3 separate regions of the Rattus norvegicus genome follow, and all the other regions are linked to region 2. A link is a contact called in public Hi-C data. All regions are on one chromosome and are shown on one strand. Each heading gives the region's core, a stretch centred on a gene start, on an enhancer-like site or on the middle of the called end of the contact. The rest is flanking DNA. Distances are from core to core; before and after follow the strand shown. Region 1 overlaps Rab30 (RAB30, member RAS oncogene family). Region 2 holds the start of Ankrd42 (ankyrin repeat domain 42). Region 3 holds the start of Prcp (prolylcarboxypeptidase).

What was found. A called contact is a pair of places that touch in the nucleus more often than the background predicts.
Region 1: a contact with region 2 is called in a Hi-C map of the A7r5 cell line, with 2.4 times the contacts expected there. The contact joins the enhancer-like site here to the promoter of Ankrd42 in region 2. A contact is called at or near these places in 1 of 12 Hi-C or Micro-C datasets (the A7r5 cell line) and 1 of 1 datasets of contacts at active chromatin or transcription factors (oligodendrocytes).
Region 3: a contact with region 2 is called in a Hi-C map of liver, with 4 times the contacts expected there. The contact joins the promoter of Prcp here to the promoter of Ankrd42 in region 2. A contact is called at or near these places in 2 of 12 Hi-C or Micro-C datasets (frontal cortex and liver).

The regions. Positions count from the first base shown.
Region 1 is chr1:156,301,626-156,305,143 of GRCr8, forward strand. It overlaps Rab30 (RAB30, member RAS oncogene family), which reads left to right. Exons shown (of 4, transcript NM_001399389.1): 4 at 241-3,518. The coding sequence ends at 491. Among named protein-coding and RNA genes, the nearest start is that of Rab30, 14 kb to the left of the region's middle. Within about 2 kb of position 2,061, at least 12 of the 93 cell types and tissues checked have an H3K27ac peak or open chromatin away from gene starts, as enhancers often do. A contact at or near this core is called in the A7r5 cell line, where this site is marked.
Region 2 is chr1:156,101,647-156,105,300 of GRCr8, forward strand. Ankrd42 (ankyrin repeat domain 42) reads right to left here and starts at 1,871. Exons shown (of 12, transcript NM_001135013.1): 1 at 884-1,871. The coding sequence starts at 956.
Region 3 is chr1:156,342,158-156,345,489 of GRCr8, forward strand. Prcp (prolylcarboxypeptidase) reads left to right here and starts at 1,737. Exons shown (of 9, transcript NM_001106281.3): 1 at 1,737-1,957. The coding sequence starts at 1,799. Ddias (DNA damage-induced apoptosis suppressor) reads right to left here and starts at 712. Exons shown (of 6, transcript NM_001126294.1): 1 at 641-712.

The DNA.
Region 1 (3,518 bases), core at 811-3,310, 200 kb after region 2:
GGATACTTGTGTGCATGGATTGCAATTTATGCAAGTAATTTGGCTTGTTTCCAGTCTTTGCCATTACTAATGGTACTTGAACATGACGCTGAAATGAACAATCCTGCAATTGTGGTCATATTTACTGTGCTTTACTTGCTCTTCTGTTTGATCAACTTCAGGTCTGGAATTGAATCGTGATGCTTCCTGGCCGAAACAAAGTCAAGTGACGATTCTTTCTTTGATTTACCATTGTTACAGGCAACAAGATTGACCTGGCTGAAAGGAGAGAGGTCTCCCAACAGAGAGCAGAAGAGTTCTCAGAGGCTCAGGACATGTATTACTTGGAGACTTCAGCCAAGGAGTCTGACAATGTGGAGAAACTCTTCCTTGACTTAGCATGTCGACTCATCAGTGAAGCCAGACAGAACACACTGGTGAACAATGTATCGTCACCCTTACCTGGAGAGGGGAAAAGCATCAGCTATTTGACTTGTTGTAATTTCAACTAAAGGCTGAGGCAAAGAGAATCAAAGGGAATCAGTAGTTGCCTTGGTGGGCCGAATGTTGCTAGGGAATCTGGCAATGACTATGGCTCCCGCTCTTGGACCTTCTGACTCCTGTAGGCTCCAGAGCTTACCAAGCATGCAGGCCAAGGGCCTTGACTGCAGGCCAGCATTAGCAGAACACATAATGGTTTCACCCTTTTGCAGTCTGGCGTTGGAGCAAGGAGAGAATTGCACTAAGCGCTCCATGATCTGCAGAGCATGTTGCTTTTGTTTTGAAAAAAGCAAGTAAAATGCATTCCTGAACACAGAGCAGGGGTCGTGTACTGTAGGAATCCTTCTGTGTGTCAGTGGGCGCATGAGGGGCTGTTCTCCAGGCTTCAGTGGTAATCTGGTGCCCATGGATTTCTTGTCTACCAGGTAAACCAAAACTGGAAAGGCCAAGTACTGTCTCTGTAGTACTTACTGATGACCCCATGGAGATTTTGAAAAGTGTTATTTCTTTTGTTCACAAGCACTTTCAAAACCTTTGGGATATAAAAATGGGAACTCTTCTCATGACCAACAGTAGAAATTATTGTTTAATAATATATACAAGCTCCATGACTCTTTTTGGTGCTAATGATTATGCTATTTCACAGACCAAACGTTTTGGTACATTGATACCCTTAGATGTATTACCTAAAAATAAAAAGAGAATGGGGGAAATCCATGAGTCAGCAGTCTTTTTCAGTCTCATTACCACCTTTTCTGGGATGGGTTTGGATATGAGAAGCCCCTTTTCTTTCATATTCTTGAAATTTATTAACTTTCTTCTATTCTTCCACACTTTTCCTGCCCTTCAGGTCAATCAAAGTTTTAAAAATGGGGAAAATATAAACGACAACATTCTAGTAAAGAATATTAGTTGTAAGACACGTTGAGTAGCATGAGAAAACAGAGCAGATATGACCAAAATACTGTGGACTATGGACTGGCTGCAGAGCAGGCTTCCAGACAGCGCAGCTCTCTTTAACAGGCCACGCCTTTTCCTTTCTGGAACTATCCTTGGATAGACCAAGGTTTAGGATTTTGTAGACATTTTTAGTATAATAAGTGAGAATAGCAACAGATTAAAAGTCTCACAGACCATTTTTATATCTTCAATAAACTTAGGAAAGTGCAGCTCAGGAAGCAGGCTGAGCTGTCCTTTCTTGTCTTATGTCAATGTTGATCTCAGATTCATGACCATACATTTCTCTTTATCTTTTCTTGCCCTTAGTCTCCCCTTAGAGCTTTCCTTTCCCCACTCCTTCTTTTTCTCTTTCCTTCCCATACTGGTATGCATGTGTTACTGGACATCTCCAGCTCAGATGGAGGCATAGATGCCTTTACTTAGCCAATTTTACCACAGGACTCAAACTGGAAGACATGTTGCTAAGTGAGTTCCTGTTTCTTCAGTGCCATGTTTTGATACTTTCCAATTTGTTCAGTGTCATAGATGCAAATTACGAAAGGAAGTCTGTGTGCTCTTGGTGTTGTCAGGTGTTGCTGTAGCCTGCTGTACAGCATAACTGAGCATGAATCACTGAATGAGGATATGGTGTGGAATTCCACTGTTGGTATTGATGTTACAATCTTGGACCTGGCATGTCACTCTTGGAAAGCTACTGAATTACAAACCAATGAGTCAACACGGCAGGACATTGATAACACATTTCTAGCATTTCTAGCAGATTCCATAATGTCCAATCTTTTTTACATGTGACTGCATGTATTATTACCAGTCATTGGTATTGTGATTGGCTCATTATGCTTTTCTTGATTCTATAGGAAAGAAAAAGACTTCCTAAAAGTTTGAACTATCTTTCTTTTATACAGGAAGGAGACAAAACATCACTTTAATGAAAATAAAAATCATTTATAATTAACCTTTGCTTAATAGCCAGCAACCAAAGGCATCAGAAGATAAACTAATCAAGGTTACAAAAAAAATGTATCTTTCTACTGTGAATGTCCCTAAATTTAGATTTATTACTTTTCTTTATGGCAAAATTCTGATCTCCTCAGCATAAGATGACTCAGCCTTGTCTCACAGCAGTGTGTTAAAAATAACGTTGCTTTGTGAACTTTAAGGGCTTTGTTAGATTGGACTAATTTAGCTCCAGAATAACAGCTTTTGGGGTCACATTTATGTTATTATTCTCATTCCTTTGGGCTTATAGCGCCCCCATCTGCCTCTTCCAGTTTAGAAGCTGCTCAGAAAGCTCTGCTCCAGGTCCATCTTGCCCTGGGTCTCTGAGGAAGTCATACTCACCAATCCTTGGCCCATTAGTGTGGACACTTGAGAAGCGAGAAGCTGGCCCCTTACATGCCACCGTTCTGTAAATTTAAGATTAGGCCTTTTGACTATTTGTTCAGTGATGTATCTCAAGTTTGAGAAGTCCTTGACAATATTTTAGGTGCAATAAATATCAGTTGAATAAATGATTCAGTGCCAAGAGTTTTGTTTGTTTGTTATTTTTAAGTGAAAGTCCTTGAAGTGGTTCTTGAGAAAGAATCATTTCCATCTAGGGCAGAACATAAATATTATTTTGCCTAATAATCTTATTGCCAGGGCAATATTTGCTCAGATAAGCCTCCTTTACATAAAATTATTTATTGGTGAAAAACCTCCAAGATTTAGTTTCCTGTAATGTTGTTCAACTGGTCCTGACAAGGCCATCTCTCCTCCCATTTATAATATGACATTTTTTTCTTTCTTTCAATAAAATTATTAAATATGTGGCCACCTTGTGTAGTTTCCAATGAAAATACATGTTCAGGTTATAGAGTCATGCTTGGAAAAGATCTATGGAATCATAGTTTTCTGATATGGCCAATCATAGACTGTTTCCTCAAAGAACTTTGTGGTTTCTCCTTTTCCTACACAGAGCTGTTTTCCTTTGTATTCTTTCATTAGGTCTGTTGGGTTATATTAATATTTAATTATATAGAGCCAATCATCATTTGTATAGATTTCAAAGGTTACATCATTGGCTTTTTCTGGCTTTC
Region 2 (3,654 bases), core at 621-3,120:
GTGTTTTACCTTCCTGCTTAAGGAGCTTCCTGCAGGATAGACTTCTTTAATCCTGGGTCAGAACTGTTACACATTTCACACCTTTCTCCAGCTCTTACATTCTTTCCTTTCCCTCTTTCCCAATGCTGAGCTAGAAAAAAGTCTCTGAGGGAAAAAGCTGCAGAGAGTCTCTGAGACCAGCTGCTTGGAAGAGGTTTAGACCAACCGAGTCGCCTAGAAAAGACAGTTTCCAACCTGTTGAGCTGCCTGCCAGCTGGATCTTTGTATGCACCAGGTTTCCCAGCTTTCTTGAGCTGTCCACCCCATGCTGGGGTGAGTTTTGGTGAGCTGTCTTTGAGTCATTTATGCTCCTGTAAGTATCCCCTTACCCACATTCCATCAAGTGATCCCAATAAAACTCATTGGTTCACCAAGTTGAACTGGTGTTACCCAGTACTTTGGTTTGTTGGGATGCTTATCTGGGGTAAGTGGGATCCCTATCTGGTTCTTCCCAGGAAAAGTTTTGTCACACAACATCCTCAGAAAGAGGAGGAAGAGAGATAGATGAAGAAACAGAAGAAGCTGAAAGAATGAAAAGTTAAAAATTAGATGGATCTAATTTGACATCTCCAGTGTCAAATGTCTCAGAAAAAAATTGACAAATATCTATATTTAACAAATGATGTCTGATATAAGTAAAATATCTGACAGACAAATGATGTAGAAGAGGGAAACCTCAAATAAGGGAACAGGCCAGGTGAGTAGCTTTGGGAATCGGTGGAAATAAAGGGGAAGAGGGATGACAGTAAAATGAAAAGGTTAGCAGGGCCTCAGGTGGATGCCCTTTAATTAGAAAAGGTGTTGTGGCCTAAACAAAGGATGAGAGCAAAAAACTGTGACTCACTTGAGTCTGCAGTCTCCCTACAGGACTTGGAGGGACCTGGATTAGACACACCAGGCGTAGTGTGGTCCTTCATCCTTGGACTTGGACTCTGGGGAGGAGTGGAGCCCAAGTCCCTGCTGCTGAGCTGGTCTTCACTTGCTCCCACGCATGGACCACTGCTGTAAGAACTGGACTCCTCGTCGCTGGTGCGTGATCCACGATCCTCCCTTCTCTCCCAAGAGCCCCTTAAGCGGGAATCCTCTTCGCTTTCTCTCTCCCATAAGCCACGGAGCCGGTGGCTGGAGTCTTCACTGATGTTCACCCTAGAAGAGTCTCTGGCCTCGTAACTCCTTTCATCACTTACTCCTTCCCAAGAACTGAGGCAGTGGCTGGCATCGACACTTGCTCCTTCCCAAGAACCGCTGCAGTCCTCACTGTCTCGGATCCCGGAGTCACTGGTTCGGAGCCCTCGAGTTTCAGGGACGTCCACCCAGGCGTCTTTGTTGACGGTTGCCCTCAAGTCGCAGGGATGCAAGCCAGCGACTTCACCTAGGCTCGCGTCGCCACTGCGTTGGCCACTGTCGCCCCTCACAGCTACCCATGGGCTGCTCTGCAGGTAGCCATCCTGTTCCCTAATTCTCTCCTGAGAGACGCAGCGGTGCTGCCTTAGGTCTTCACTGGGTCTTCTCGAGTCCCTTCGGGAAACGCCGCCGTCCTCACTTACTCTTACTGAAGAGATCTTGGTGTGGCGGTTCCCTCCTTCTAGGTTTCTTTCTCTGGGGTTGTGGCAACAGAATCCCTGCTTTTCCAGGACCTTCTCCCTAGACCCGGAGCCGAGGTAGCCGTGCGGACCGCGGACCGCACACGCACGGCGGCTGGCGCGGAGGCCGCAGTCTCCGGTCTCCGGGGCACGCTGGTGGTTGTGACGGCAACCGCCGTCGGCCGGAACGCTCTGCTCAGAGTTGTTTTCCAGAGTCTCAGTTCCTGCAGGCTGGAGGGCGTGGCGGCGTGGCCGTCACTTTGGAAACGAGTACACTTCCGGTGTTCAGTCACTTCCGTATCCTTTATGAATGCGTCACTTCCTGCTTCCTTCCTTTCACCTTTTTAGGTGCTTCGCCCGTGGAAAGCCGCGAGACTCTGGTACCTAGTGGTTTTCGGTGGGTTTTTATTGTGTTTTGTTTTTGTTTTGTTTGCTCAGTCTCACAATAGCCTGACAAGGCTTGTTTCTGGAATCTTCTGTCACGGGTATCGCCCCCAAATGGAGGTTCCAGGACTGCGGTTCGCGGAGCTGACCTGTGTGCCGCGCCTCAGGGGCCTTTTCGTCCTTGGCAAGCCTGGTATACTATTTCAGTGCTGGTTTGAAAGAAAATCTATTTTTGCCCCATGGCTTCGGAAACAGAGAAAAATCCCTAAAGGGGACGGTAGCAGGTGCAGTCCCTGTCATTGTTGAGTGTGTGCTTAATGTCGGGCTCTTGGATGTTCGCTTGGTAGGTATCAGCCTCACCTTACAGATTGTAAGATACCACTAAGTTTGCTAAGACAAAACAGCGGGTAAGTTCTAAAAACAGCAGTCGTTAGCCAAAAGAGACTCCAGTACTCCTACTTTAAATGCAACATTTCTTTCATTGTTACATTATTACTAACTGAACTAAACCTTTCTCTCCAACATTGCTCAAAATGTATTCTTCCGCTTTATTTTTTCGAATATAAGCATCGAGTTTTGTGCTAACCGCTGAGAATACAAACCTGGTAAGCATCGTCCATATTGGTTGTCCTTCTCAGGTGGGTTTTTTGTTGTTGCTTTGTATGCTTGCACCGCCACCATGCTTTCTCCCTTTGAGAGGAATTAAGGTGGAGGAAAGCAATCTTTTTCATTTCTCTGCCTTTAAACATGGAGTTTGCCCTCAAGAAACTACTGTCTTCTCCACAAATTTGTTCTCTGAAAAATTCCTCGAAATATATCTTCTCTCAAGGTAAATTGATCTTTTTTAACATAGCCTTTTAAGTAGTGACTGGCACTTCTTGGGTTTATGTGAGCAGTCTGACATTGTATTCAGTGCTTTGTATGAGTTTTCTTATCTCTAAAACTTTGTAGACAGTATTTATGTTTTCATTCTATATATTTTAAAAGACATCAAAATTGATTGCTTGGGGGATACACAGGAAGTATTAAGTGCTTGCATTACAACTCCTACTGTATTTTTTTCTCTTTGTACATTCCCCTCCTCAAAACCTGATTTTCCACAGCTTTTATTGGATCACATCGCACATTGTAGTCACCCCCTCATAAGGAGGTAAAACTTCTGGATGGTTGGGCATCAGTTCCTGGAATCGAATAGTTACTTCCTGGGAAGGGCTGCTCAGTAGATAATATGTTGTGGAATATGTAGATTGATCTAAACATCAGGTTAGTGAATTGACACACTGAAAACAGGTTTTTTTGTTTGTTTGTTTGTTTACTGTTTGAAGGGGGTATGGGATTAGTCATTCCAATCTGATTTTTTTTCCTTTGTAGAATTGGGACAACTGAGACCTTTTGTGGGACAGGTATTTACTGAATTACATATTCACATATGTATCCAGTGCCTATCAAAACTGATTTGCAAATAATTTCAAAGCTAATCTATATTGTGTTTATTTCTTACAGATGAAGAACAGTTCACATTTGATCAGGATGACATTAGTAGGAGTTGGGGATTTGGAACCTACAATGTCTAACTCCAAATTAACACAGTGCTTATAGCTACTTCCAATAGTATAGGCTCTATCAATGGGCTATGCACTATCAGATA
Region 3 (3,332 bases), core at 487-2,986, 240 kb after region 2:
AAGGCCAAAGAGCTTTTTAACCTACCTTAAGGAATTTGGACTTAAAACATCGGGAAAATAGAAGCATCTAAAACAAGATAAATGGTGAGTATCTTGGTCAAAAATTTTCACCTATCTGCCTGGTCTTATGGAGAATGGATAAACAGGGGAAACAGCTGAAGGCTACTGTCACAGCATACAACAGTCACAGGTTAGATTATGGTAGTGGCAGTGTTCAGTGGGGCTTGAATTTTCATCTTAGATGTGGATTCGAGAGATCAAGGAAAATAGAAAAGCTTCAGTTTCTGGATTGCGTGCATTATTCGGTAAAATACTTTTTCTGGGCAATCAGAGTAATCTGAAAAAGCAAAACAAAGCATCTTTGCCAGCAACTGGCAATATTCCGCACAGTAGTCTGATGACATATTTTTATGTCCCAGTTTAAAGTCGAGCCTTTTCCTTTCTGGGGCTCTGCAGCAACCGTAAAGTGTAAACATTCACTAAAGAACGTGAAAAGGATTGACTCTCTCGTTTAACGTCGTATCCGGCTTTTACGGCCAAGAGTCTTGAAATAAATCCAAATGGAGCTCAAGGTTACAGTGCCTCGTCAGCAGTCTCTCTACCTAGAGCCCCCCAAGAATTCCTTTCTTCAGCTTCTCACCTGAAGCAAAGGACCCAGGCAAGCCCGGGCAACCATGAAGGAACTCCGGCCTCCCGGACAGCCGCTCTCCAAACGCTCGCAATCGAATCTCCCGCGTCCTCTTCCGCCGGAAATGTCGTCTTGACGGTCTTTAAGGAGAGCCAATCAGAAAATGCTCCGCAGGGCGTGTCGCTTATAACCCCGGCAAGCGACCCTCCTTGTCAAGCCAGGGGTAGCTGTGGGTTTTGAGAGACGTTCTTCTTCGACTGGTGGAGCGGTAGTTCTCTCAACGAAGTGCGGGGGAAGCCGGGAAGGCTCGAGGCGTGGGAAGGGGTGGCTGCACCCCTCAGACGAACGCCGAGGGCGTTGGAGCCGTGAAAGTTGGCGCCGCGGGCTGGACAGGAGGGGGCGCTGTTGACTACAACAGGGAGTCGCCATCGCGGAGCCTGGATGGATTATCCGGGTTGAGGGAATGTTTGGTCTGCACGAAAGACTCAGCGGCCACAGAAAGGACGGGTCGTGCGAGCAATGCGGCGGATGGGGTGACCCGAGAACTGAATAACATGGGGCTGGTTAGGCGGGAGCAGCGGAGTGGAAGAGCCCGAACAGCCTACAAGGGAACAGGGCGCTCTGTGACCCTCGCTCCATTTCCTGCTACTTGAGGGACCTAGGATCGAGTCCCTCTACTTGTTTCCTCATCTAAGTAGAGAGGCAAACACTGAAAGGTTGCTGTTTTGGTTGAGGGAGGGTCACGTGTGTGCCGTCATGCCTGGTGACAATAGACTCTCTCTTCCTCCCTCCTCCTCCCGCCCGGTGTTGTTACCGTGGGACTGAGGTTGCGGGGACAGTGTGATGGTGACAATAAAGGCAGAGATATGACATAACCTAGAGAGGCGATAGGGCTTGGGGAGCCATAGATAAGGATGAGGCAAAAAACCCTGCGTAGTAAAGGCCGACGTAGAGTGTGACCTCAGTGGAGGTGGGCGGGGAGAAGGAGGATGGCAAGTGGCAAGGGTGGAGGCAACGCCTTTGAGACCAGGGGCCGCCTGGTTTTAGGTTTCCCGAGGGAGGAGCTGGTCTGCAGCGGGCGGAGCTACGAGCTGGGCCTGGCTTAGTAGTGCTTTTCTGCGGGTGGCTCTCTTTCTTTAGCCGCCCACACTGTGGCTGCTGTCCTGAGCCATGGGCTGCTGGGCTCTCCTGCTCCTGCCTTTTCTATCACTCGGGGCCGCCACAACCATCCGGCCTAGGCTAAAGACCCTCGGCAGCCCGCACTTGTCAACTAACACACCCGACCCTGCTGTACCCAGTAGCTACTCAGTTCATTACTTCCAACAGAAGGTAAGCGGAGGCTGGGGAGTAAGGGTTCTAGGTCTCTGGTCCCAATCGCTCGCCGGTACCTTGCTTGGCTGTTACAGCTTGATGAAGCACCGCTGCCCACTCCAAAATTCAAACTCTGATACTTAGGACTTGATTTAGTTTTAGTTCACCTTTTCTGGAGGGTAGCTTTAAGCCTTAGTTATTCGAGTGTTCCCCATCAGAGACCGCGAGAAATCTATTCCTCCAGTTCTGGACGTCCAGGATACATATTTTTACCACTTCATCTCAGAAAATGCCTCAATTTGAACTTTTTTTTTTTTTTTACCTTGGCTAAAACCAAATTATGGAGACTAACCTTTGACCCCATCTCTCTCAACTCAAATTCTAATGTATGGAGGCTAACCTTGACCTTTAAGTCTCTCAACACGAATTCTAGTGTACCCATTACCTAATATAACAGGGTAAAGCGCTAGCCTATTCGCTTCACTAAACAGCTTCTCTCAGCTGAAATACTACCTTTAGAGGCTGAAGGTCTGTATCCTGATCTGAGGTGAGTGCAAGGATCAGGTCTTTTCTGGTCTGTGAACTTGAGTTCACAGTTTTAAGACAGACTTCTCCAATGCCTTTGTATTTTGCTGCAGCATGAGACATTACTCTATAGGTCTGAATGGAAAAGTACCTGTGTCCTCTGAAGTGACAGGATATATAATTCTATAGTTCTAGGAGTCTCTGAGGCCTGAATGGACAAGGCACTGGGATTAGCAAGTGTACAGTAGTCTGATCTTGGCTTTAGAAATCATACCAGGATTCCGGCCTTACCCTGTAATCTTAGAGAGGTTTCAGGGTAGTTTCTGAGCCAAGTTTCTTGGTTTGCTGAAGAGGGTTGCAGTGGTGACTAACTGAAGCTGGCACCTAGCAGAGTAGCTGCCTCAGTGGACAGTTATTGATGCATGGTTACTGATAGGAAGTTTGACTAGGAATTAAGAGGGAAGACATGGGGTTGTAGAACAATTTCATTTTGAAGTTAAAAAAGACCTAGAAACTTGTGTTTGGGTTTCTAAAAAACAGAAAGGAAAAGAAAAGCGTTTTAATTTTAGCTGAGGTAGCAGAAGTCTCTCTGGGACAGCCCCTTGAATCTCTACAGTTTCTTCATTTGTAAGTTGAGAAGTTGGAGTCAGGACCATGGAGTTTTCTGCTTTCCCTAGGAAAACCTTTCTGTGAAGCCAGCTGCTATGGCTGTCTAGCTGAAGTGAAGGTTGCATTTAGAAGGAGGACTTCCTCCTTCCTGAACCTCTGCTCTCCACCCACACTTACTGTAAAACAAAGTTGAACTCGGACTTTTCCCTACGGAACTACCCTTAATCCTTGTACTGAAACTTTTGAATTTTTTTTTACA